Linked DNA regions of Mus musculus: regions 1, 3, 4 and 5 are each linked to region 2. Evidence: chromatin contacts called from public Hi-C, HiChIP or PLAC-seq and promoter capture Hi-C data. All regions are on one chromosome and are shown on one strand. The core of a region is the stretch at or near the end of the contact, and the rest is flanking DNA. Distances in the headings are between cores, read along the strand shown.

Evidence for each region. Promoter capture Hi-C pulls out the DNA fragments that hold promoters and counts their contacts. A called contact is a pair of places that touch in the nucleus more often than the background predicts. HiChIP or PLAC-seq counts read pairs in DNA pulled down with a chosen protein or histone mark.
Region 1: a promoter capture Hi-C map of neutrophils shows a contact between it and region 2, with 5 times the contacts expected there. The contact joins the promoter of Vcpip1 here to the promoter of Ppp1r42 in region 2. A contact is called at or near these places in 20 of 39 promoter capture datasets (the 3T3-L1 cell line, 3T3-L1-derived adipocytes, the C10 cell line and 13 more), 2 of 15 datasets of contacts at CTCF or cohesin (CD8 T cells and the NIH/3T3 cell line), 30 of 484 Hi-C or Micro-C datasets (the AML12 cell line, CD4 single positive thymocytes, the CH12 cell line and 25 more), 20 of 115 datasets of contacts at active chromatin or transcription factors (the 230-238 cell line, the HPC-7 cell line, bone marrow-derived macrophages and 9 more) and 4 of 9 other capture datasets (adipose tissue, liver, macrophages and 1 more).
Region 3: a contact with region 2 is called in an H3K4me3 HiChIP or PLAC-seq map of fetal liver, with 3 times the contacts expected there. The contact joins the promoter of Mybl1 here to the promoter of Ppp1r42 in region 2. A contact is called at or near these places in 8 of 39 promoter capture datasets (the 3T3-L1 cell line, the C10 cell line, the HPC-7 cell line and 5 more), 1 of 15 datasets of contacts at CTCF or cohesin (the NIH/3T3 cell line), 5 of 115 datasets of contacts at active chromatin or transcription factors (astrocytes, embryonic midbrain, embryonic stem cells and 2 more) and 2 of 9 other capture datasets (adipose tissue and liver).
Region 4: a promoter capture Hi-C map of liver shows a contact between it and region 2, with 2.7 times the contacts expected there. The contact joins the enhancer-like site here to the promoter of Ppp1r42 in region 2. A contact is called at or near these places in 7 of 39 promoter capture datasets (the C10 cell line, cranial neural crest, embryonic stem cells and 3 more), 1 of 15 datasets of contacts at CTCF or cohesin (the NIH/3T3 cell line), 6 of 484 Hi-C or Micro-C datasets (the G1E-ER4 cell line, the N1E-115 cell line, cerebral cortex and 3 more) and 1 of 9 other capture datasets (macrophages).
Region 5: a contact with region 2 is called in a Hi-C map of nephron progenitors, with 3 times the contacts expected there. The contact joins the enhancer-like site here to the promoter of Ppp1r42 in region 2. A contact is called at or near these places in 7 of 39 promoter capture datasets (the 3T3-L1 cell line, the C10 cell line, cranial neural crest and 2 more), 19 of 484 Hi-C or Micro-C datasets (the 63-12 cell line, the Ba/F3 cell line, the G1E-ER4 cell line and 13 more) and 3 of 9 other capture datasets (adipose tissue, embryonic stem cells and macrophages).

Annotation. Positions count from the first base shown.
Region 1 is chr1:9,745,242-9,749,814 of GRCm38.p6, forward strand. It overlaps Vcpip1 (valosin containing protein (p97)/p47 complex interacting protein 1), which reads right to left and starts at 3,141. Exons shown (of 3, transcript NM_173443.3): 1 at 209-3,141. The coding sequence starts at 2,915. 1700034P13Rik (RIKEN cDNA 1700034P13 gene) reads left to right here and starts at 2,407. Exons shown (of 4, transcript NR_040462.1): 1 at 2,407-3,363.
Region 2 is chr1:10,006,735-10,011,244 of GRCm38.p6, forward strand. It overlaps Ppp1r42 (protein phosphatase 1, regulatory subunit 42), which reads right to left and starts at 2,402. Exons shown (of 9, transcript NM_145692.2): 1 at 2,338-2,402. It overlaps LOC115487608 (a small nuclear RNA gene), which reads right to left and starts at 3,183; the gene lies at 3,080-3,183.
Region 3 is chr1:9,697,716-9,702,597 of GRCm38.p6, forward strand. It overlaps Mybl1 (myeloblastosis oncogene-like 1), which reads right to left and starts at 2,494. Exons shown (of 15, transcript NM_001290397.1): 1 at 2,220-2,494. The coding sequence starts at 2,239.
Region 4 is chr1:9,583,105-9,588,053 of GRCm38.p6, forward strand. All of the region lies in intron 3 of 2610203C22Rik (RIKEN cDNA 2610203C22 gene), which reads right to left. Among named protein-coding and RNA genes, the nearest start is that of Vxn, 16 kb to the right of the region's middle. Within about 2 kb of position 1,762, at least 13 of the 459 cell types and tissues checked have an H3K27ac peak or open chromatin away from gene starts, as enhancers often do. A contact at or near this core is called in liver, where this site is marked.
Region 5 is chr1:9,562,639-9,567,342 of GRCm38.p6, forward strand. Adhfe1 (alcohol dehydrogenase, iron containing, 1) reads left to right here. Exons shown (of 14, transcript NM_175236.5): 11 at 871-949; 12 at 1,159-1,255; 13 at 4,143-4,300. 2610203C22Rik (RIKEN cDNA 2610203C22 gene) reads right to left here. Exons shown (of 5, transcript NR_015470.1): 4 at 1,185-1,233. Among named protein-coding and RNA genes, the nearest start is that of Adhfe1, 17 kb to the left of the region's middle. Within about 2 kb of position 2,028, at least 107 of the 459 cell types and tissues checked have an H3K27ac peak or open chromatin away from gene starts, as enhancers often do. A contact at or near this core is called in the N1E-115 cell line, cerebral cortex, embryonic fibroblasts and 4 more, where this site is marked.

The DNA.
Region 1 (4,573 bases), core at 1,891-4,390, 260 kb before region 2:
TACTTTCATTCTGTAGTTTCAAGCTGTTCTAATTCACTCAATAATCATATTAGTATCTACTACCAAACAGGAAAATAATTTTCTCCTATGTATAGAATCAAATATTTATGGTAACAACAGGTTTTTCTTTTCCCTCTCCACAACAACAAAATCCTCAGTATTTCATACTCACAATAAAAATACACCATCAGAGTTTAATTGCTCTTACCCATTAATGTAGCTAAAAGACACAAGGAGTACATTTCTTTGTCAGCTTGCTCCTGAAGTTCCTTAGATGACAGTTTACCAGTAACAGCAATCTCTTCTTGTTTCACAGTGTGGGCTGAGTGTGCAGCAGTGGATGGACCACCTTCTGCTCTTCCTTTTAAGATCTCTATTGTAATTCTGTCACCGTGCTGTAAAGGAACTGGCTCCTTTTCCATCCCTGCCTGGGGTGGCATTAACTCTTTAGGAGGAAAGCCATATCGAATACACTGTAAATATGGAGGAATGTTGAACTCTCTGGCTATACTTTCCTGAAGCTCAAAAAAGGTTGTTGAAGGCTTAAGGGTAACCATAGACTGCCGTCCATCGTTAGTTGTTATTCGAATCTTCTTCTCCTTAGAAGTGGTAGGTGAGTAGGGAGCCTTGGTGGGGGTGGCAGGTGCAGATGATGGCCCATCACGAATAGTACTTGGAGAAACAGTTCTGGGCTGCCCCTTTTGCTCTTGTTTTAATTTCTCTGTTTTCCGTTTCTGCATCACAGAAGCTTGTTCTGTGATGTTCTGTTGAATAGTTCTTTCAGTTTTACTCATGTTTAATTCTTCCTTATGCAAAGTTTTTGTTTTCTGTCCAGTAAGAATAATTTTAGTTGGTAGCTGCGACTCCAATTCTTGTCCTTGCACATCTCCAACTCTCTGAGCATGAGCACCATCTATATTTACAGGAGTGTAATCGTCCGGATTTTTTTTTGCAGTCTGATGCAATATAGTGTGGACAACTTTCTGAACTAGGATCTCACTCCCAAATTCACCTGGAAAGTGCTTGGTAACAAGTTTCATTGCAACATCATAAACATTACTATTCAAAGATGGATCGCTTTCATACTGAAACCAATATACTGTTTCTCTGACTACTCTTCCTCCCCACTCCAAAGTGATAGGAAAAGCTTCTGGAAGATTGTCATACTCTTTACCTTCCCAAAAATGTTTGAATCCACAACCACATTTGCCACCAGTAGACCTAGAATTAGTTCTGTCTCCATCCAAATACACAATAGAGCCATCTCCTCTGACTCTTCGCACAGATGAGCCATGGCACCAATTACAAGCTGTTAGATTACTCAATCCATAGTCTGGTAGCAGAACATCTTTTACTGGATCATATGAACAAACCAAATTGTTTAAGGGAAAGCTGTAATTTTTGTCAGGCCTCAACTGCCCATGAGTACTTTTTGCCAAGTTATACAGTTTCCCTCCTGGAGCCAACCACTCAGAAGGGACATGAAGTTCAGAAAGGGCACCACAAAGCAAACACTTGTGAAGGCGATTGTCCATTACTGCCTTTTTAGCAGCTGCTGTAACTTCCTCAGGCTGAACTCCTATCACCCCAGTCCTTCTGTAGAAATACTGATGTACATCAGCAACCAAACTAGGATGGATACCATGTTTGTCCATAAAGACTTCTTCCATAGCAGCAACCAGCCTAAGTAAGTACTTATCCTGCAAACTTCTGTCTCCTCCAATAACACAGCCACCATCCTCCTCAAGCTTGATGTACTTTTTAATAAGGTCCTGAGGCACACCCCATGCTTTAGGTAACAAATTCATGGGTAGTTTGGGCAGGGCAGCCCCCTTTATGCCTACCAAGGGAATATAATGGTTTCTACCAGAGCTACTCCACGCAATACAGATTGGCTTGTTCAAATGACCATCTCTCCCAGTGCATTTCTCTGCAGGTATGAGGCCAGGTAGAAAGGTGGCTGAATAATCACCAGAGCTTCTCATGCCGCTGAGGGAATCTAAAAGAATTATGGGACGATGTAACACATTGGCAAGGCCGAATATGTGGATATTCCTCAGGCCTAAGGGGACACCTTCAGGTGGCACAAACAGAGGGTCACATTCATTGATAATGTCCTCCCACTCGGCAGCATCAATAAAGTCATGAAACAGGGCTTGATATCGGGCTAGGTGCTGCTGAAAGTGCTGCTTAAGATTCTCCCTCAGAGCATGCCAGAAGAGCTCTCGGCCTACTAGAGCCCTAGACACAGCATGCACTAGGCAGTGTCCATCCCCATCCACATGCACTGGGATGAGGCATTCTTGACTTTTATTAGCCCGTTTGATATCCTCGAGCGTGTCGTGCAAATACAGGAGGCTTCCGGAGCGGTCCTTGCCATAGCCCACTGTGTTGACGTGCTCTGGTTCGATGAGGAAGGCCCGGTCACCAAGTAACGCGCAATCGAACAGTTCGCCTTGGTTCATGTCCCGGAGAAGCTTGGCCCGGCCCGTTTGTTTGTCCATTCCATAGCGTGCCAATATTGGCGACAATAATTTGCAGTGGTAGTTGGAGAGGCCCATCACCTTTACCAGTTCCGTGTTCTTCTTGGGAGCCCCCGTCACTCCGAGTAGCGCGTTCCGCAGCAGATTGTGCAGCACTACGTCCGGGTCGGTCACCTCCTCCACTCCCAGCAGCTGTTGCTGCTCGTGCCGCTGTCCGCACTCGGTACACTCGATGCTGACAGAACCCGAGGCCGGGAAGAAGAGGCGCGCCTGGCACTTGGGATCCGGGCAACTCCCGGAAAGGATTCTTCGGTCCCTTCGTTTCGAAAGGCCCCCCGGAGAAGCCGCCGCCGCCAGAGACGACGAAGTCTGCGGAGCCTCAGGGGGAGGCGGCGGCGGCGGCAGCGGAGGAGGCGGCGGCGGCTGAGACATCGCTCTCGGCTCTCGCTCGGCGTCCCAAGCGACCCTCAAAGGCACATAGCCAGACCTCCGCCGGCCCGACGAGGTCTAGTCCAGGCCCAGGGCGAATGGCTTTCCTTTTCCTACCAGTTCCTCCTCCTCCTAGGCGAAGGCGGAAGCGCCGGACGTTGTTTCTCTTCTCACTTCTCCACTGCCTTAGCCGTTGCCCCGAACGTAACGGCCACCACCCCACCCCGCACTCACACTCACTCACTCTCGCTCTCTCCCTCAGACACAGACATACACGCCCTCACTGAGACTGCGCAGGCGTAGCTTCTGCTCTGCCCTCTGGGAACCAGAGTCTTCCGGCTCCTCTCTCGCGAAGGAGTGCTAGGCGCTTCCGTCCAGAAAGAACTTCAAATACCGTGATGCAAAGCGACTCGACGCACGCGGGGAGGAGGAAGAGGAAGGCACTCGGAAGGTGGGGGCAGAAAGGAAGTCGATGATTCGCGGAGCTTGTCGGTAGTTGTATTTTTAACTGGATCTCTTTTGTAGTTTGTCCCCCATTCTATGGCCCACGAGAAAGAGTCAGAGAAATCACATTCCTAGGCTGCTGTGGGTAGTGTCCCCCTGCACTTTCCCCTTGCGCAGAAAGGAGTGTGCTTGGGGAAAACAAAAGTGCAAAGGATTGGTGTGGAAGAGGGTCTAAAGTCCACCACCACTGCTAGGAAGTCCGGGTTAAAGGTCCTAAGAACATGGAAGGAGTTTTCTATGAGGCTACTTTTTTTTTTAAGTATATTAATTTTTCAAATACGATGTCATTTTTTTAAAATTACCACTTAGCTAGCAAGTGCCGTAACTGAGCTTCTATCTTATTCGTAGTTATAAGCTGGTAGGTTAATGATGAAAGGTCACAGTTTGAGAATTACTGATCGCCAACTTGTAAGAACACTTTTAAAGAAAACATCCTGTTATTATATTTGTCTTTTTGTATGTCTGTCTGTCTGTCTGTTTATTTGTTTATTTGTTTGTTTGTTTGTGTAGAATTCACTAAATAGACGAGGGTGGCCTCAAATCCACAGAGATCCACCTGCCTCTATCTCCTGAGTGATGGGACTAAAGATGTTTGCCACCAACCTGTCTTCTTTTTTAAGTGTTAAGGAAATTGCTTGTCATCAAATGTTTAAAAAATAAGTTTAAAAGAAAGTTAACGTTGTCTGTTAGCAGTTAGAGATCACAATTATTAAGGTTTTTCTATGCATATATAGTATACAGTTTTACTTTTTTAGCCCAGGCAGACCTCAAACTCCCTATAGTAGAGAATTGACCTTGAACTTTCTGTCTTCTGCCTCCACCTCCCAAATGCCAGGGTCAGAGGTACATACCACTACACCTAGGTTATGCAGTGTTAAGGGCTGAACTTGGAGCTTCATGCATGATAGGCAGGCATTCTACTAACTGAGATATAATCCCAGCCTGCATAATATATAGGAGATTTTCACTTCACTCTATTTTTTAGACTATAATATAATTATATGTCCCTTCCCATTCCTCCTTCCTAACCCTCATATATGCCCCTCCTTGCTCTCTTTCAAATTCGTGGTCTCAACTGATGCATTTTTCAAACTGTATGTGTGTGTGTGTGTGTGTGTGTGTGTGTGTGTAGATCTATAACTGTTCTTTGTGTTAAA
Region 2 (4,510 bases), core at 1,152-3,651:
TGTGTGTGTGTGTGTGTTGTGGCTCAGTGATATCTAGCATTCACAAGGTCCTGGGTTCATCCCAGTACTGGGAAGAAAAAACAACAACCAGATCAACCAAATAAATCCCTGAAAAGGTCTACTTTCCTTTCTCGACATTTCCTTTAGTTTGGACATTGCTGTGGATGTATTCATGGTTTTGTCACAAATGCCCATACACCTAAAAAGTACAGTTCTTCCCCCCCCCCCCAATTTTGCATGCCATCCGAGTCAGTATTCTGTCTCTAGCCTTCTTCTGCTTACCCTTTTGTTTCGGAGAGCTATCTGGTTTACCACATACAGCTGTAGAGTGTTGTACTGCTGTGGCTTATCTTCCTGATGGAACGCTGTGTCTTTCTGTATTTTGCTTTTATAATGCCGCTTTTATGCTTCTTGTCTGTGTTGTCTTTAGAGCAAGGTTTAATCTAGGGGTGGCCATTCCTGGACTGCACATTTTAATGTCACTGCATTCAACCAAATTGTCCTTCAGTGGGACTTTGACATTTATTGGTGATGGTAGTGGCAGAGTCCCTATAGATGCAGTTAAAGCTCTGATATCAGCAGCTTTTTCTTGTTGTTTTTTGTTTGTTTTTTAAGATTTATTATGTATACAGTGTTCTGCTCGCATATATGCCTATGCGCCAGAAGAGGGCATCAGATCCCATTACAGATGGTTGTGAGCCACCCTGTGGTGGCTGGGGTTGAGCAGGCAGTGCTCTTCTCCAGCCCAATATTTTTAAGTTGGGTTTTAATGTACCACTCTTGACACCCTGCAGAAAGTGAAGCATTCCCTTGTCAGCCTTTCAGACTTCCTTTTATGTGCTAATTGCTCTTTCCATATTTTATTCATTATTCCTACTGGGTTGTGATTTGATACTTAAGTTTTAGAACTTATGCATATTCCTATTAGATAATAAATTCTGTCATTGATTGTCATTGATCTTTTCCCAGCCCTGGACTTGTCTTTGCTATTTTCTTGTTTCATTTGTTTTTAACAGTGAAAACGTTTTTTGTTTTCCTTGAATAGGAAAGGGCTTTTAACAAGGGAAGCAGTCAGCAGACAGGCAGGTAGGCAGAACAGTGGGCAGGCAACCTGCTGTGATTTCAAGTGTCTTTAACTTAAAATAGTCAATGTGCCAGAGCAGCATATTTGAGAGTGGTTTTTTTGTTGTTGTTTTGAGACAGGGTTTCTTTGTATAGCCCTGGCTGTCCTGGAACTCATTTTGTAGACCAGGCTGACCTCGAACTCAGAAATCCGCCTGCCTCTGCCTCCCGAGTGCTGGGATTAAAGGCGTGCGCCACCACCGCCCGGCAAGAGAGTAGTATATTTTTAATTATTTCACCACAGATGAATTCTGTATAAAAACTGGTGCCTCTGTAAAGAAAGGAGGCAGCTGAGCTGGTGGCACTCATATAACCCCAGAATTTAGGAGGTAGAAGAAGGAAGTTCAAGGGCAGCTTTGGCTACAAGTGAGTATTAGGGTATTTTGGGCTACATGAGACTTTTTGGAAAAGAAGAGACAAGCTGAAAATATTTTTAAATCAAGAGAAGGCCAAGGAATGTAATCAGTAAGCTATAGGAAAAATACCCAGGGGTTTGAATGTGGAAAGGGAGAGACTCACCATAACCCACAACATAAAATATTAAATAATAAACTGCTTGGGAGTTCATGAAAATTGTTTTGTCAAAACACCACCATTCTTTTCATCAAGAAAGCACCAACTCTAACTTTACTGTAGTGTAGTTTCATTGTTTTAGAGAAATAATAAGCCCCAGAGGGCTTAAACTGCACTTAGTTGAACTTGTGTACATTTTAGAACATTATAATAAAAGCAATAAGGTCAACACTTGTAGGAGTGTCCTTGATTTTCTCAGAAGAGAAGTCATTTTCCATAATATCTCCTATTGGATACAACTGCTGGGACTCATCTTCCCAGAAACCAGAGGGAAAGGCTCTGGGAATGGGTCCTCTGCTGATTATCACCTCTAGGCTCCTTGCAGACTGGGTAGGACAGACAGTTTCAGAGTTTGGTTTCTACCTACATTTCTTCTTAGGCCTTAGCTCAGTGGCTTCCAGATTCTCTAAGTGGGGCTTCAGCCCTCCAGACTTTTCAAAGCCTGGGCCCCGCTCCCTCGCCCCCTCCACCCTCCGGCTTCTAGAGAGCTTCCAGCCTTGCCTGCTGGTCCGAACTAGTCTTCTAAAGTGTGTCTGCTATTCTAGCTGTTTAGGGACAGGGCTCAGGGACCTGCACTTTAACCGGTATTAAGAGTCTGCGTGCACGAACATTCCTGGCTAGGCTTTTCGGGGGGCTTCTCACCGCTCTGTCCAGTCGGGTCTGTAACTGGTTTGGTCAGTGTCCTTGTGCCAGGCTCCTCCAAAGCCAGCGGCGGTTGCCAGGCGACCAAATGCTCCAAACGCCCAGGCAGATTAAGTCTCGTGACGTCAGGGAAGCCCGCAGGGCCCGCCTTGAGTCTGGCTCTTTGTGACAGGGACGCCAGAGAGTTGGTGTTGTGCACTGGTGGTCCCGAAAAAGACCAGTTAGTTTGGGCAGAATAAGATTTGCAGGCTATCGTTTCCCTCTCCATCACCTTTGATTATTTTAGTGTCCGGTAACCACACCTGCCCCTGTATAGACCCAAAGGAATAGCCTGTAGGTACAGCCAGAACTCCACATTCATTGCTAGGATAAAACCCAAACTTGGGTTGATAGTCACGGCACTCCTCGCAGCTTGCCGCTTCCTGTCTTATTCAGGATTCTCGGGTTCCGATATGCTCTGTTCCATTCTCCAGCTTTTGGGGTATCAATAGCACGTTTTCTTTCCTCTTTTGTTTTGTTTTTGTTTTTGTTGTCTTTTGAGACAGGGTTTTTCTGTGTAGCTCTGTCTGTCCTGGAACTTGGGCTGACCTCGAACTCTGACATCAATCCACTACCTCTGTTAGGATGAAAGGCACGAGCCACTGCCATCTGTTTTTTGTTTGTTTGTTTGTTTTTAGTTTATTCATCCCACTCACCATCACCGCCGCCGCCACCACCACCTGCCCCGCACGCTCCCAGTCACAAAAATATGGAATGTTTCACAAATTTGTGTGTCATATTTGTGCAGAGGCCGTGCAAATCTCTGTATTGTTCCACTTTTAGTACATATGCTGCCGAAGTGATCACCCCTCTTACGTTTTATTCCCTCTTTATCTCAGCTTAGATCAGGGTAAACTTTCAGAAAGCCTTACTGTTGCATTTTGTTAGTTTCTGTTTTCCTCAACAACTAATATGAAGTTCTTTAGCATAACAAGGATCTGCCTTTGTAAAAGAAAAAGAAAGAAAGAGCGAAAGAAAGAAAAGAACTGAGGACAGCATTCTTTTCTCTCACCATTGTCAGTGGGTAGGCAAATGCTGTGTATACCTAATGCGGTGTATACCAGTACTTGCTTGACAAATGTTTGTAAAATAAATAACAGGAATGAAAGATAAGAAGGACAACACTTAGTACAAGAAACCATCATTCACAGTGAAAAGGACTCTCGGGATATAGTGCATACCTTTAATCTCAGCGCTATGGAGGCAGAGGCAGGTGGATCTTTGTGAGTCTATAAACAGCCAGGGCTGAACCTCAACTTGAAAATCCATTTAAAAACAAAACAAAACAAACCCCCAACTCATTGTTGAAACCAGTTGTGGTGAGGGAAGAAGGAAAGAGAAATGCTAAGAGAAGCCAGGTATAGATTCATCAGCCACAAAAGGAAAGATAATGATTCAGGCCGGGAATTCAGTTACACTGGAGAATGGCTCATGTACAAGGGTTGCCTCCCAGGAGAAAAAGCTGTAGAAGGACAGGAAGTGAGAGAATAATTAAAACAATACATTAAAACAAACCAGATGCCTGTCCTATGAGTTTAATGGATCATTCCATTGGAGGCAACAACTTTAACAAGGTGTCGAGGGCTGACTTAATTCTCTGTATAGCACTTAGTCTGCAGCTAAAACTGTTAAAGGCCTTGCTTAGTAAGGCCTCCAAGTTTAGTAAGGCCTAGGTTTAGAAAGTCAACGAGACTCACTTGCTCTAGAAGTCTTGGTTTTAGAAAATTTTCATATATCATGAAATGAAATGTGCTCTCATTTGTGGGAAAGCTATGTACACATTTATTTTTTATATTTGAGATAAGTTTCTCACTATGCACCTCAGACTGGGCTCAACTTTACTGGTTCAGGTTTATCAGCTCACATAACCCTTCCACCTTTGACTTTTGAATATTTGGGGCTGTCCAGGCCACCTTACGTGGTATATATACCTTTAAGTATGCAATATGATATGTACATCTAGACATGGACATATTTAAATGTCATTTTTTGGTGGCATGATTATGACTATATATGTTACTAAAATAGAGGTTTTCCTTCTATTTTTAGTAGCAAGATTTATAAAAATGGTAAAATTACATTTTGAAACTTCATTTTGGATCTTCATGTGGTTGAAAATCATGATTATTTGTGT
Region 3 (4,882 bases), core at 1,244-3,743, 310 kb before region 2:
AAGCCTGTCAACCTGGGTTTGATCCTCAGGACAACTATGGCAGCAGTGAACTTCCAGATAACTGTCCTTTCATCTTTCACACCCTGGCACAACTGCATGTACACAGGCACACATGCACTCATGCATGAGCACACACATACCATAAAATGAAACTATACATAGAATATTTAAAAATCAAATACATACTGTTAATAGATATCCTAATAAGAAATAGCTGTAAATTGTATCACTAAAATCCCCATTAAATTCTAAAACTATTTTAAGTCACAAAACTACATAACCTTTTCTATATGCAAATCTTAGTGAAAAACTCTGCAGCCATTAGAAAGCTAAAAAGAACCAACATTGTTCAGTTGTTTTATATTTAGGGTAAACATTTTCTGCTTTTAGGTGTTTTTTTCCCCCAAATAACATAGAGAAAGTCTACTATATTTATGCCCATATCCTTATGCAAGATATTGCATTCACCTCAGTGTTTGTATGCTGAAGACCTTTGTTTCTCTATTATATATTGAATTCATATCTACTAAGATTCTCAGCCAAAGAAGAAAGCCCAATGAATAAGGTATTTCATCCTCAAACATTTCATTATCTTCTAATACAGGAATCATATTTAAATATATAAGAAATTTAACAGCACCTGGAACTCACTGAAGAAAACCCAAAGAAACAGACCAGAGATGGTGATCTCTCATCACACCCTCTATCTACATACTTCCAGAGAAGTGTTTCACTGCAGCACAATTACTCCAGAACTATAACTTTTTACATCATTTTTTACATCATTCTATATTGTCTCAATTAACTTACACATCATTTAAAAGCATTGTTAGACTTCAAAACTCAAAAAGCCTAAAGCAGTACTCCAGCAATCTTATCTTTAAATCTGCATCTTTTATGAAGATGGGAATGTTATGTCTTTGAAGTTGTAGATCAGCAGTTCTTACCTGCATGGTCCAGATTCCATCCCCCCAGAGATATGTGGCACCATCTGTAAACAGTTTTGGTTGTCCTGACTGTAGGAAAAAGGGCTACTGTCTTCTACTGAGTAAAGGTAAAGGTGCTGCTAAAAACCCCTACAACTACCTCATCCAAAATGATAAAAGACCAAGGTAGTGTGCCTGTGGGTGTATGCGTATATGCACACTTGTTCCACTTCAATGTTCAATCTATTCTGCAGCCACTTTATATAAAGTAATTATGTCATAATTAAATTTATGTTGATATCTGCAGAACCAACCTACATATAGAAGAATATATGAATAAAGCCAAGTATTTTATGCGTAGTTATTTTAAATCAAACTCTGCAATGAATGACTCTCAGTACTAAATTTCAGCTCAGGGAATATGACTCTTAGATTTTGAAGCTGTGTATCTAGATAAATGGAAATTCTGAGAAATACTTTTCAGGTTTCCTTAATACTGAAAATCGAGACACTAGATTTTTTTGTCATCTGATTATGCCACACAATTTAGGAGTAGCTATTACAATAGCATAAAATAAAAGTTAGGTGCATAAAGACATCCTAGCACATCTTTCTACAACAACAACATTGTGTCCTACTTGTTACAATGCCGATACAATCAGAATCAAACATGAATACTTGAGATACAAAGTAACTAAGACACATTGGTTTAGGATCAAGTTTACTCGATAGTAACAACGTAACAATGTCCTCAGAAGATACTAAGAAAAAGAAAAGCTCAGAAGAGCAGTGCGCACAAGGGAGATTTAGCGAATTCCCTTCTCAAGATTTCCCAGAACCGTGCCCGCCCAGGTTTGTCAAGGAGATCTGTTTTGATTTGGCACGATTAAGTCAGAGGAGAGAACCCCATTTCAAGTCATCCAGGCAAACACAACCGCTTCCCCTGGCGTGGCGTATCCCCTGACAGTGGGCAAACTTACCTGGCAAGAAACCTCCCTGAAAGTGGCTGTGAGAAGTTAGAAGTCTGGGCGTGAGCTGTGGGAGAATCCGTCAATGCAGCAACCTGAGCATTTGTTAGAGAGAGTCCTACACACAGTCGTCTAATAATGATGGAGTCTAATAATGATAGATGCTCTCAGGCCAGCGCGGCCGAAGCGGGTGTGGGACACCCACCGAACAGGAAAACCTATGCCCCCCAGGCTCGAGAGGGCCTAAGTGGGGACCAGCAGGAAAGGACAGAGAGCAAGAGTCGAGACAGGGCCGCTAGGCCGGGTCCGAGGGGATGGCACCCACCTGCGCGACCTCTTCGCCATCCTTCAAGTACCGCATAGGCGCGGGCTGGGCGGGGACGCGGGGTCAGCCTCCTCCAGCCTGGGGCCAATGCTCCCTCTCCGAGACCCACCCGCCGCTTCCCCAACTCCTTCCCTCAGGTGACCGAGAGCGGAAAGCAGGCCCGGTCAGGTCAGGGCCAGGCGGGACTGAGGGACAGAGGGGCGGACCAAGACCCACTGCTCCTAGCCGCGGCCGGGCCCGGCCAGGGATGCCCTGGACATGTCAGGAGGCGTGCTCCCGCCCGCCGCCGCCCCGCCCGCCGCCGCCGCCTCCGCCTCAGAGCTGCCGGCCCTGCGCCGCTCCGTCACGGGCGCCGACCCCCGCCCTCTCCCCGCAGCGAGCAGCACTGCAGCACTCGCAGCCTCCTGCAGGGTTTTGTCCGCACCGCCGAATCTCGCGCCCAGCCTCCCTCAAGAGCCGCCGTTTGAATCTGCGCACGCGGCCCCGAACCTCATTGGCTGGGGCGGCCGCGCGCAGGGGGGCGGGGGCGGGGCGGCGAGGGCGCGCGCGGCAGAGGGCGGGGCCGGCGGGGCTAGAAGCCAGGATTGGAACTCGCGGGAGTCCCGGAGCGCCGTGGAGCCGGGGGAGGGGCGGGGCGGGATGGGGGAGGCGCGAGGCCGGTTCACGGGCCGAGGTGACAGGACACGGAACGCGGGGTGAGCCACCCAGTGGGGCGCGGAGATTGCTGGGAAGGCGAGTTTCTGCGCCCCGGGTGTGTGCCGGAAGAGGCGCCGGGGCCGATCCAGCCGCCGCCACCTCCGGAGGGGTGCGGAGCGTGCCTCTGGGGCGGGGACAGTCGGGGTCCTGGGCAGGGGAGGACCTCGCGGGCGCTAGTTCGCGCTGTGAGTCTCGCCACTTAAGGGCGCGGTCATCTACTTAACCTTCTAGCCAGGAAACTTGCGCGGCCGTTATTTTCTTAAGCATGTGTGAGTTAGTTCTGCGCCGAAAGGACAAGGAAACTGGCCAAGACCCTGTTGTTGTGTCTTTTGTTTTCCCCAGAGATGAATAAAAGTGTGATAAGTGGGGAGTTGTTATCTCGAGGCTTGCGTGGAACGGGAAAAGGTTGATAGTGCTCCAGAAGCTCAACCTCGTACTCCGTCTACAAAGGGGGCGGGATGCTCTTCGCGGGGAACCCAGAGTCCCGGAGGTGCGCCTGAAAGCTGGAGTAACTGAAATCTTGCATAGGGGAAGGGGCCTCTTACAGTTGCAACTTCTCAACAGTTACACGGTTAAAGAAGCATACAAGGAGATTATTAACTACAGTAGCGATTAGACACGGCGAAGAGCCCAAATTTGCAAGACACCATGCTCTACTGCATAGAGTGATGAACCACAGATCAATGTTGTTACAAACTGACATTTTTTGCTATTTTGAAACTGTACGCATCGTCTTTTGCAAATCAGAGATACAGGTGCAAATACAAATCAAGATGAGCTTGCAATTCAAAACAACCAGGTAGATACACACTCGCTTTTAAAAAAAAAATAACTTCCTTTTTCTCAAGATATATTTTGGGAAGGAAAAGCACTTTTAAATTATTTTCTGAGTTCCATAGTAGCTTCTAAAGAGAGAGACTAATTTAGAAATTAATATTTTTGAGACAAGGTGTTGTTATGTACCCCAGGCTGATCTTGAACTCAGTATAGAGCCCAGACTTTCTTCATGATCTACCTTAGCTTCACCAGGGCTACATGATGGAATGCTCCTCCTAGTCTTCAAATGTCATTTGGAAGCATATTTACTCTTGGGTATGCATTGTTCCATTTTTATTCTAACAGGAAGCAAAACTGATATTCTTAGGTTATGATCAGCTTTATACAAACAACCGTTTTAGAACTTGAAGGTAAGTGCATCAGATTTTTAAGTAAAATTTATTCTCATTGTTTTATATAGGGAAACGTCCTCCCAAAGATAGTATTACAGAATACTTTGAGACAAGGTGGTGTTATGTACTCAAGGCTGACCAGATCTCCAGAGCGCCTACAGCAGATGATGGCAGATAAAGAAGAACACTTGAAGTTCTCTGGCCAGCTGGACTGCTTTATGTAGTGCTGAACAAGACTCTGATGTTGGGGGAGAGTTTTGTATGCTGTGTATTCAGATGCTGCTACTGTGCCCTGAGATCTGAGAGTTAGCATTGTCATTATTATTGAAGCATTTCCTGTGTATTGTTCCCCGCCACTTCTGATTGGTTGATGAAGAGCTGATCGGGCTATAATTGGGAGGAGAGTGAAGGTAGGACTTCCAATCCCATTGAGGGAGTCCCAGGTGGAGGTATCCAGACAAGAGAATGACCTTGTGGACACAGATGGAGAGGAGCAGCCAGGAGAGCCTAAAATGGCAAGTAATGGGTCATGTGGCTGTGTAGTAGGCAGCACAGTCGGTTAGAATAGATGGATATATACTCAGCTGTAGTACTTGAAACTTATTAATAAATATACCAGGTCCCTGTGTCATTATTTCAGAACAAGAGCAAGCATAGAAAAGCCCAGTACTTTTACAGTCTTACAGAGTAGAAGGCAAGGATCAACACCCAATGTTTTTATACTCTGACCTCCATATTTGAAGTGTAGCATATATGCATGCTCACATGAACTCACATACACACAATATAACATTCAGA
Region 4 (4,949 bases), core at 512-3,011, 420 kb before region 2:
TCCCAGCAACCACGTGGTGGCTTACTTCTGTCTCTAATGGTATCCAATGCCCTCTTCTCATGTTTTAAGTCACCAACAGTGTACTCACAAAAATAAATAAATAAATCTTTTAGAAGAAAAAGGAGGAGGAGAGGGGAGGAGGAGGAGGAGAAGAGGCTGCAGCAGAAGCAGCCTTCTCTTTGGATATTATCAGTATTTTCTTTTGCTTAAAACCCTTGTTCACCGCTAGCCATACAGACCCTGAAAAGATCCAGCCATGAATGAACAGGTGTCTGAGTAGGAATCTCACATTCCTTTTGGCTCTACAAGGTCCCAAGGCCAGGTCAGATGGCTCTCTTTCACTCTTACCAAGGGCAGATAGTTCGCTGACCTTGTAGTTTCATTAAGCAAAGGGCTTTACCCTGAAATTTTCTTCTGGTGTCTGGAGAATGGCATTTAGCACCTCAGTTCCTAAAGCCATTTACTGACAGCAGACACACAGAAGAAAAGCAAACTTTGTCTTTCCCAGGACACAGAACAGCCAAGGCTATGCAGAGAAACCCTGTGAAAAAACTAACCAACCAACCAAAGCAACAGCAACAATAAAACAAAAAACAGTTTGAATGTTGATGAATTTAAAATGACGTAATAAAGCTGTCAGTACACAGTGGATGCTATGAACTGTTCATAACTAAACGGGGCTCTAAAGTATTTAGGTTAAAGAAAATGGAGACTTACTGGGTCTTCTCTTTCAAATCCCTTAATCCTTTTGGTTTAGAATGAGAGACTCAAATTTTTCTCTGGGGTCTTAATTTTTATGTGGCTTCTTATTGCATCTTTTATCTCTTCTAACGTTCTAAATCCCTTCAACATAGCTTCGCTCCTTCCACAATTGAACTGGCAGAAGGCTGGTCTTTTTATTGGTGGGTAATGGATTTTGTCTGATTGCTGACATGGGAACAATGAGAGGGTAAACAGTTCCATTTGTGACCATGAAATCCCCCATCTGTTGAGTGTATTCATGACTTAAGAGTTCTCGGCAGAGACAGATGAATGAACCTGCCTCCCCGATGTTAATGACATCCATCATACAACTGAACATGTGGCTTCATAAATCAAGGGCTAATGGTAATACTGTCTGCTCGTGTCATGAACAAGCTATCCGATTAAATGTGTAAGCATTTACCTTGACATTGGGACTGGTGACCTGACACATTTCTGATCTCACTAAAAAACCCTAGGCAACAGAAAAAAAAACTGTTTTTCTGATAACACATTCAAACATTTGTAGAAGTTGTGCGTACTGGTGGAGGAGTTTCCTGGCGTGCCCCTGGCTTCACCCTGTAGGATTGCCATAAGCAAAGATACTTGACTTATAAGTGCCTTCAAAATAAAATTTTGATGAGAGAAAAGGTAGCAGTATAAATGAAAACAAAAAATTGATCATCATTAAAACTGAGTGACAGGTCCTGGGGGCTCATAATAGTATAGTCTCCTCTTTGCATACATTTTGAATTAGTATCAGGAAAAATAAAATATATACAAAATGGAGATTATTTAAAAAGTCAGCATCTATTGTTTAGTATTTTTATAGTTTTAGAAAAACTTGTTCACGTAACAGTTTAAACATTTAGTAAATAAAGCAAAGAATCATCACTAGCAAACAGGAATTTTGCAACATATTTCACAGGCAGAAAATCATTTCCACTGGCTGCAGTTTTCCCAGGACTCACTCACCGCCACTCACCATAGAGGTCACATACACTGCCTTTTCCAGGAAAACAGATCAATGAGCTACGGTAGCCAGCATAAGGGCTACACTGAGCAAACACCCAGTGCAGTGACTAATCTTAGTTGCTGACTTGATCCACCTGAGAAGAGAAAAACACCAACCGAGAGTGGTCTCCATCAGACTGGACCATAACCATGTTTGTGAGCCATGTTCTTGATTGCTATTTATGTAGGAGGGTCCAGCCCTCTCTGAGTGGCTATGTAGAAGAAAGGCAACTACAGAAACCAGAGAAGCAGAAAGGGAATGGGGGAAGGAGCTCTAGAAAGGGAACTAGTAGGCTACAAGTGCTATGAGGATGGAAATTGGAAAAATGGGGGTGAGGGTCTTTAACTGAGTGTCCAAGAGGGACATCAAATACAGAGAGAGAGAGGAAAGGAAGGATAGATAACACTAAGGATATTTTAAAAACAGCCATAACTAAGCATATTATTTTTGTTTCCATGAAATTACATGTGTATGTGAAATTATAAGTGTATATGTACTCTACACACATGTGTATATATAGTCTAAATGAAGTTTGTAGCACTAAGGTTAATAATGCCCTCCCAAAAGCTATAGTCTATCCAACAAAAATCCAAGTACCCAACATGAGAAAATTTCTTCCAAGTTCAGGGGAGTCCAAGAGACTCCCACCAAAATGCAGGTTATTGACATTGCCTTGGTTACATATGAAATTCAAAGGTAACTCCTTATTGTTGAAGACACCAAATGCTTCAAAAATAAGACTTGGAGGAATTTAGCTGAAACTGACTTGGAAGCCTTCTCCATGTTACTGAAAGGTGCTATACAAGCTTCCAAGGGAGAAAAGTGATTAATAGTCTTACCCAGCTATAATGCCTATGATGCCTATGCCTATGGATGTCTATGATATCTAACAGTGACCAGTACAGTAAGATATCCCCCAAAGTATAATTGTGGCATCTATATCTTGGGAATAACTAACAGCTGTCTAATTAGACTTAAGGCCCACCCACTAGGAGGAAATTCATGACAAAACTGTAAGCCTAGCCAACTACCCATGGTTGGTGAGGTTGTGGACTTCAGAGGAGAACCTACTACTACCATTTTCCTAAATCAGAGTATATTTTAACTGCATCCTAAATACTTATACACATAAAAAAGGAAAGCTCTCATCCCACTTCTTTTTGAAGCAGATGGAGACTATCACAAAAATCCACAATTGGTTGAAATGCAGAGAACATCTGACCATGGGAAGGGATTCCAACCCCGACTGACATATCTACAACACTTTACAGCTAGGGTCATGGAAGAGGAAGCAGGAAGATGTAAGAGCCAGAGGTTAAGACATCTGCTAAGAGACTACATCTTCTACATTGAATAGGGAAACTGTGTCCATGAAATCTCAACAACATGGAAGCCTAAACAAAACCTGAACAATGACAACATCAGGACAGCATCCCAAAATGGAGATGGAAAATTTCACAAGGCCCCACTCCTAAATGAAGAGATGCAGGCAATAAATGACCACTGAGAGAGAATAAGTGTTCCCAGGAATGAGCACTCCCCCTCCCCAAAACTGGTTATCCAATACTAAATGGTCAGCCCTTGCAAGTATAGTTAGAAACAACACTAAATAAGCTGAACAAGTTGTATTTATGAATATATATATGGATACATGTAGTAATAATAATTAAATGAAAAATAAATAGAGATAACACGTGAAAGTAATAGGAAGGCAGGAGGGAGAGGAGGGGAAACAGAGTTGGCAATAGGACAGGACAATTGGGCACTGAAGATAATCGAAGTATATTATAATGCATGCATGAAATGTTGTGATGTAACCCATTATTGTATACAATTGATGAGTGACAATAGGAGCGGAAAAACAACTACAAAGGAGACACAAGTGAGCAAGCCAGAGGAACAAGTCAGTAAGCTGGATTCTTCTGTCATCACCTGCTACAGAGGTGGATGCTCACAGCCAGCTATTGGACTGAGCACGGGGACCCCAACGAAGGAGTTAGAGAAAGGACTGAAGGAGCTGAAGGGGTTTGCAACCCCATAGGAAGAACAATAATATTAACCAACCAGACTATGTAGCAGAGGATGGCATTGTCTGGCATCAATAGGAGAAGAGGCCCTTTGTCCTGTGAAGTCTGGATTCCCCAGTGTATGGGAATGCCAGGGCAGTGAGGGTGGGAAAGGGAGCACCCTCATGGAAGCAGGGAGAGGAGGGATGGGATAGGGGGTTTCCCGAGGGGAAGCCAGGAAAGAGGACATTTGAAATGTAAATAAATAAAATATCCGATTTAAAAATAAAGAACTCTTTCCTCTCCAAGTTACTTTTGATCAGTATTTTATCAGAGCTACAGAAACGGAAGTAGAACACTTAGCCTGCCTTGAGGATTGATGCTGGCACCAAAAATGTACAAACAGTACAAAATCCAAGAAAGTACAAAATCCAGGAGCTAATAGGAATCAGTATTGTCCAATATGGTGGCCAACTGCTACGTGAGCTATTGAAATGTACTGTCCATAGGAAATACATACCAGATTCCAAAGACAGCATGAAAAATATAGAGTGAATCAAAAGTAACTTTTTTCTTGAAATGTAAAGTAATTCAACTACTTCGTTAATGAGTTTTTATAATGGTTACATGATTAAATGATATCTTGGTATTTTTAATTAGATATAAATTTGTTTTACCACTCCTCCGAACTTGTGGCTTTTTTTTTCTTTTCTTTTTTCTTTCTTTGTGGCTTTTTCTCAATTCTTCGTACCTTGCACATACTAACCAAATCTTCAAACACTAAACTGCACCCTCATCTCAAGCACTCATAGCTTTCTAGTTCACACTCAGGTAGCTTGTTGCACTACTGAGTTCACCAATTATGTAGTTTGAATAACTTTTTTGTTTCTTTGTTTTTTTCGAGACAGGGTTTCTCTGTCTAGCCCTGGCTGTCCTGGAACTCACTCTGTAGACCAGACTGGCCTCGAACTCAGAAATCCGCCTGCCTCTGCCTCCCGAGTGCTGGGATTCAGGGCGTGGTGCTAGACATCAAGCTCATACCTGTGCATCTAGGCAAGCGCTCTACCACTGAGCTCTTTCCCAGCCCACTCTGTCCACTTTCAAAACCTTATGCATGATAGTTTAGATTTGAAGTCTATGTTCCACATATATTTCTATTTTCATCTTTTCCCTCTTCGATTAAAATG
Region 5 (4,704 bases), core at 778-3,277, 440 kb before region 2:
CATAATCAGCCACCAAACCCAGACACTGTTGCATATGCCAGCAAGATTTTGCTAACAGGACCCTGATATAGCTGTCTCTTGTGAGGCTATGCCAGTGCCTGGCAAATACAGAAGTGGATGCTCACAGTCATCTATTGGATGGATCACGGGGCCCCCAATGGAGGAGCTAGAGAAAGTACCCAAGGAGCTGAAGGGGTCTGCAACCCTATAGGTAGAACAACATTATGAACTAACCAGTATCCCTAGAGCTCGTGACTCTAGCTGCATATGTAGCAGAAGATGGCCTAGTCGGCCATCATTGGGAAGAGAGGACCCTTGGTCTTGCAAACTTTATATGCCTCAGTACGGGGGAATGCCAGGGCCAAGAAGTGGGAGTGGGTGGGTAGGAGAGCAGGGCAGGGGGGAGGGTATAAGGAACTTTCAGGATAGCATTTGAAATGTAAATAAAGAAAATATCTAATAAAAAATAAAAATAAAATAAAAATTAAAAAAAGAAGCAGGCAAATAAAAGTCAATTAAATAGGACTGGTTAACTTAGCTTCTTAGGGCAGACTAGTCCTTTATAATTCAGCACTGTTAATATACAGCATTTGAAACAATCTGTCAATTATTAGCAGAATGGATCACTAGTAGGTCCAGCTTGCATATTATCCCAGGCATAAAACTCTTTAACCACTGGAGTCTGATCATTTCAGAGGTTCTGTTAGTGAATCCAATAAATTTGGAGTGTTGTCACAAGAAGTACACCATGTAGAGCCCTGTGAGTGACAATACAGTCCAGACATGTGAGGAGCAGCCCTGCAACAATGTCCGTGTTACTGAAGTCTAGCATATGTGTGTCAACAAAAGATTTTTTTTTTTCTTTTCCAGCCATGGCATGTCTTACCCAATTTCAGGTTTAGTGAAGACATATAAAGCCAAGGAATATAATGTGGATCACCCTCTTGTGGTAAAAATATTTAACAATAAATTACTCAACTAGCTCTTATTATTATCCCAATTTCTATAAGTATATTCATCAGTGGGTGTGGGGATGGAACCCTGGCAAGAACTCTGCCACCAGGCTGCACCCCAGCCCACACCGAGAGCCCTTGACTGCTCATAGTTCTAGTCATGTCAGAGTGTTGGAAGAGCTGTTCTGTGCATCTCTCTCCCCAGCCCCATGGCCTTTCTGTGGTGCTCACCTCTCCTGCAGTGTTCACCTTCACAGCCCAGATGTTTCCAGAGCGGCACCTGGAGACGGCAGGAATATTAGGTATGAACCTTTACCCACGGCTCTGTGACCCTCCAAGGTGGGCTGTTGCCCAGGGATAAGAACAAAAGCTTTCACTTTGAAGTAGCTCAGTGATAAAATGACAGTGACTTCCTGAAGCCCTGGACAGCACTTACATGCCATCATTTTAGCCTTCTAAGGACCCATAAGGAAATAGAACCTAAAATTGACCCTATTAAGTATGTCCTATTGCTGTCTGCTCTGATGTCGCCTCTTGAGAAAGTGCTGCTTGGCACATAACTAATGTCCTCTCTGACTTCTGCTATGCAGAGTCACTGATCAAATAAATCAATAAAGCAACAGTGACCTTTCGATCACAGAGAAGCCGAGCAATAAACTACAGCAATTGCAAGTGAGCAGCCTGCTTGACATAGTGTCACATAAGTGATCTAATCAGATACATGCCCACTGTGCCTTCTGACTCTTATGGAAATAAAATTATGTTCTGGATAGTCATAGGAGGAGGTTAAAAAAAAAAACTGAGTGTTTTTCTGAAACAAGAAGTCTTTTATTTTTTTAGCTGACTTGGAGATCCCAGTTTACTTGTAGAACATCTTATCCCCCTACTTGGGTTTAGGGTGGGAAGAAAAAGGCGGTAACAAAAACTCTTCATTATGCTCTTGTAGCTTGAGCCGTTAGAAAGATTACTCCCAAGGAGACAGGAATGACCGCAGACATCCTCCCACAGGGCTGCTGCCCTGGCCCTCACTCACACACCAGCCCTTTGTGTGCCCCAGGGCTCCAGGTGCTGTGTGGGGAATGTTAATGTCAGAAGCCCGGGACTTGGACCCAAGCCCAGGCTTCAGTTCACAGTATGTACTGTGTGCACACATTGGCAGTGATTCCAGGGGCCTGTATCCCTTCTCCCTTTAGGGAAGGGAATTTCGGCCATGCTGAGACATAGCTCTGGCCTCTGTAGATATATGAATGGTAAAAATTGGGGGAAGGGGCCCTAAATAGTAGACTAGATCTACTGTAAATGGGAAAAATCATAGTGAATTTATAGGCCATGTTTCAGGCAACACAGACATTATGAGAAGGCAGATCCCCTGTTAAACTGGGAGAAGAACCCAGCAGTTCTTCCTACTGCTTAGAAACTCCAATCGTATCCCATATTGCCAGTCAAATATGTTAATTCTCTATGAAACCTCAGCTTTTTCTTAGCTACACCAGTTTATTTTCTTTCATGTCACCTCTTTTTTGTTATTGTTTCTAAAAAATGCTTCATAGGAAAATCTAGATGTCTATACCGTGTGTTCAGTGGCAGCCATCCCAGGATCATAAAACTGTAACCCCATATCCTGCCCCGCCTCTCACCTAATCCACTCTTAGCTGCTGTTGGGCATTGCAGATGGATCTGCCAGGTCTGGTGTACCTTTCACCCTGTTGCTCTCCATCTGGCCTGTATCTGGTTCTGTTTACATTTTCCTGGAATTGACGTGGTTCTGACCTTCACAGAAGGAAGAGGCATAAATCTGACTGTAGCAAGGAGGGGCCTTGTACTGGTTTTGTGTCAACTTGACACAAGCTGTAGTTATCACAGAGAAAGGAGCTTCAGTTGGGGAAATACCTCCATGAGATCCAGCTGTAAGGCATTTTCTCAATTAGTGATCCAGGGGGGAGGGCCCATTGTGGGTGGTGCCATCCCTGGGCTGGTAGTCCTGGTTCTATAAGAGAGCAGGCTGAGCAAGCCAGGGGAAATAAGCCAGTAAGAAACAACCCTCCATGGCTTCTGCATCAGCTCCTGCTTTCTGACTTGCTTGAGTTCCAGTCCTGACTTCCTTTGGTGATGAACAGCAGTATGGAAGTGTAAGCCAAATAAACCCTTTCCTCCCCAATTTGCTTCTTGGTCATGATGTTTGTGCAGGAATAGAAACCCTGACTAAGATAGGCCTCCTCTCCCTCATAGGCCTTTTGTTTATACCTCATCCAACGCTATCTTTATTTGCAGAATGCTAGCCTTGTGGGCATCACAGGTGTGCCACTTAGATAGATGATCGAGAGGCCGAGTGCTAAGTACAGACTGGGAAATTGGTCCCTTCTCCTGGGCATTTGCACACTATCCTGCCTAAGAACAGAACTCCATGACCGTTTCAGACTGAGATCTCTATTATTGTTTGTGCTGTGAATCATTAAACTTCTGTCCTTACAAATCTCCAAACCTTGGCAACCTTCTTCACATGGTCGTCCTCGCAGGAAGCACAATTCCCTGAGTTTGCTGTCTTTGTTGTGCCCAGCTGCCACTGAGACATTTATTAAGAGGGACATCCCCTTATCTTTGCCAACATAGTCCAATTTTTTTTTAAGGTATAAAGAGGAAACCTTTCTTTCCCTACTCACATGCAACAGAGTTTTGTGATCTTATTTCCTTCCCCGCCCCTTGGTGGTCGATGTGTAGTATTTGTAGTTCTATATCCTTGCCTCAAGCTGTTTGCAGAAACCTTGTGTTGCTGTTAGAAAAGAAATTGAATGTGCACACCTCCAGGGGTCAGTAAATGCCAAGCCTTGGAAACCATAGAAGCTATGCCCCCTACAAATGTGCCATCCCTGCATCCTAGTGCCAGTGTCTTTTCCGGTCTCTATTCAGCACTTCCATTCTTGGCTCTGACATTCTGCTCCCCCACCACACAAAGGGTGAACAGGAAAGAATCAGAAGTCCCCAGGCAGCTTGTCCTAAAGAACTGATGGCTACTGAGTCTGTCATCCATGGGCCACTGACTAGAGACATCTCAGGAAACCCTAGTAGTGCCCTGAACCTCAGTGTTTGGAGGTGGCATTGGGTACAAATTACATGTTCAGCTGATATTGTGACTGAGCTACATCTGGAAGCTACTTCCCTCTGTTCCTATAGTCTGAACTTTTCTTCTAGGAGCCAACATCCGCACTGCCAGGATCCAAGATGCTGGGCTTGTGTTGGCAGATGCCCTCCGAAAATTCCTATTTGACCTAAATGTTGATGACGGTCTGGCTGCTCTTGGTTATTCCAAGGATGACATTCCTTCATTGGTGAAAGGAACACTGCCCCAGGTAAGATTCACAGTGTGGCCTATGCCTGCTAAACACAGAGCCAGAGGGGACCAACACCCAGTCTGCTAGTGGTGCTGTCACACCCCTCATAGCCGCTAGAGAACCCACAGGGCAAAAGCAGCCTAGCCCCTGGGCCTTTATGTTCGTCCATAAAACTGTGGCAAACTGAAAACAATGAGATACAAACTGCCAAAGTGACTTGGGTTATGGAAACCTCACCCTTTCCCACACTTCTGCTGTTTAAGGACTTCCCCTATAAGACAGAGCTAAGCCATTTCAAAAGGACCATGGATGTTATTTTCCACTATAAAACATCAGAAACTCCTGCTGTTCTACAGAATGCAGCATAGCTTTAAGATTGAAACTATTGAAAGTTTGCATTTGAATCATTTGGGACGACACTG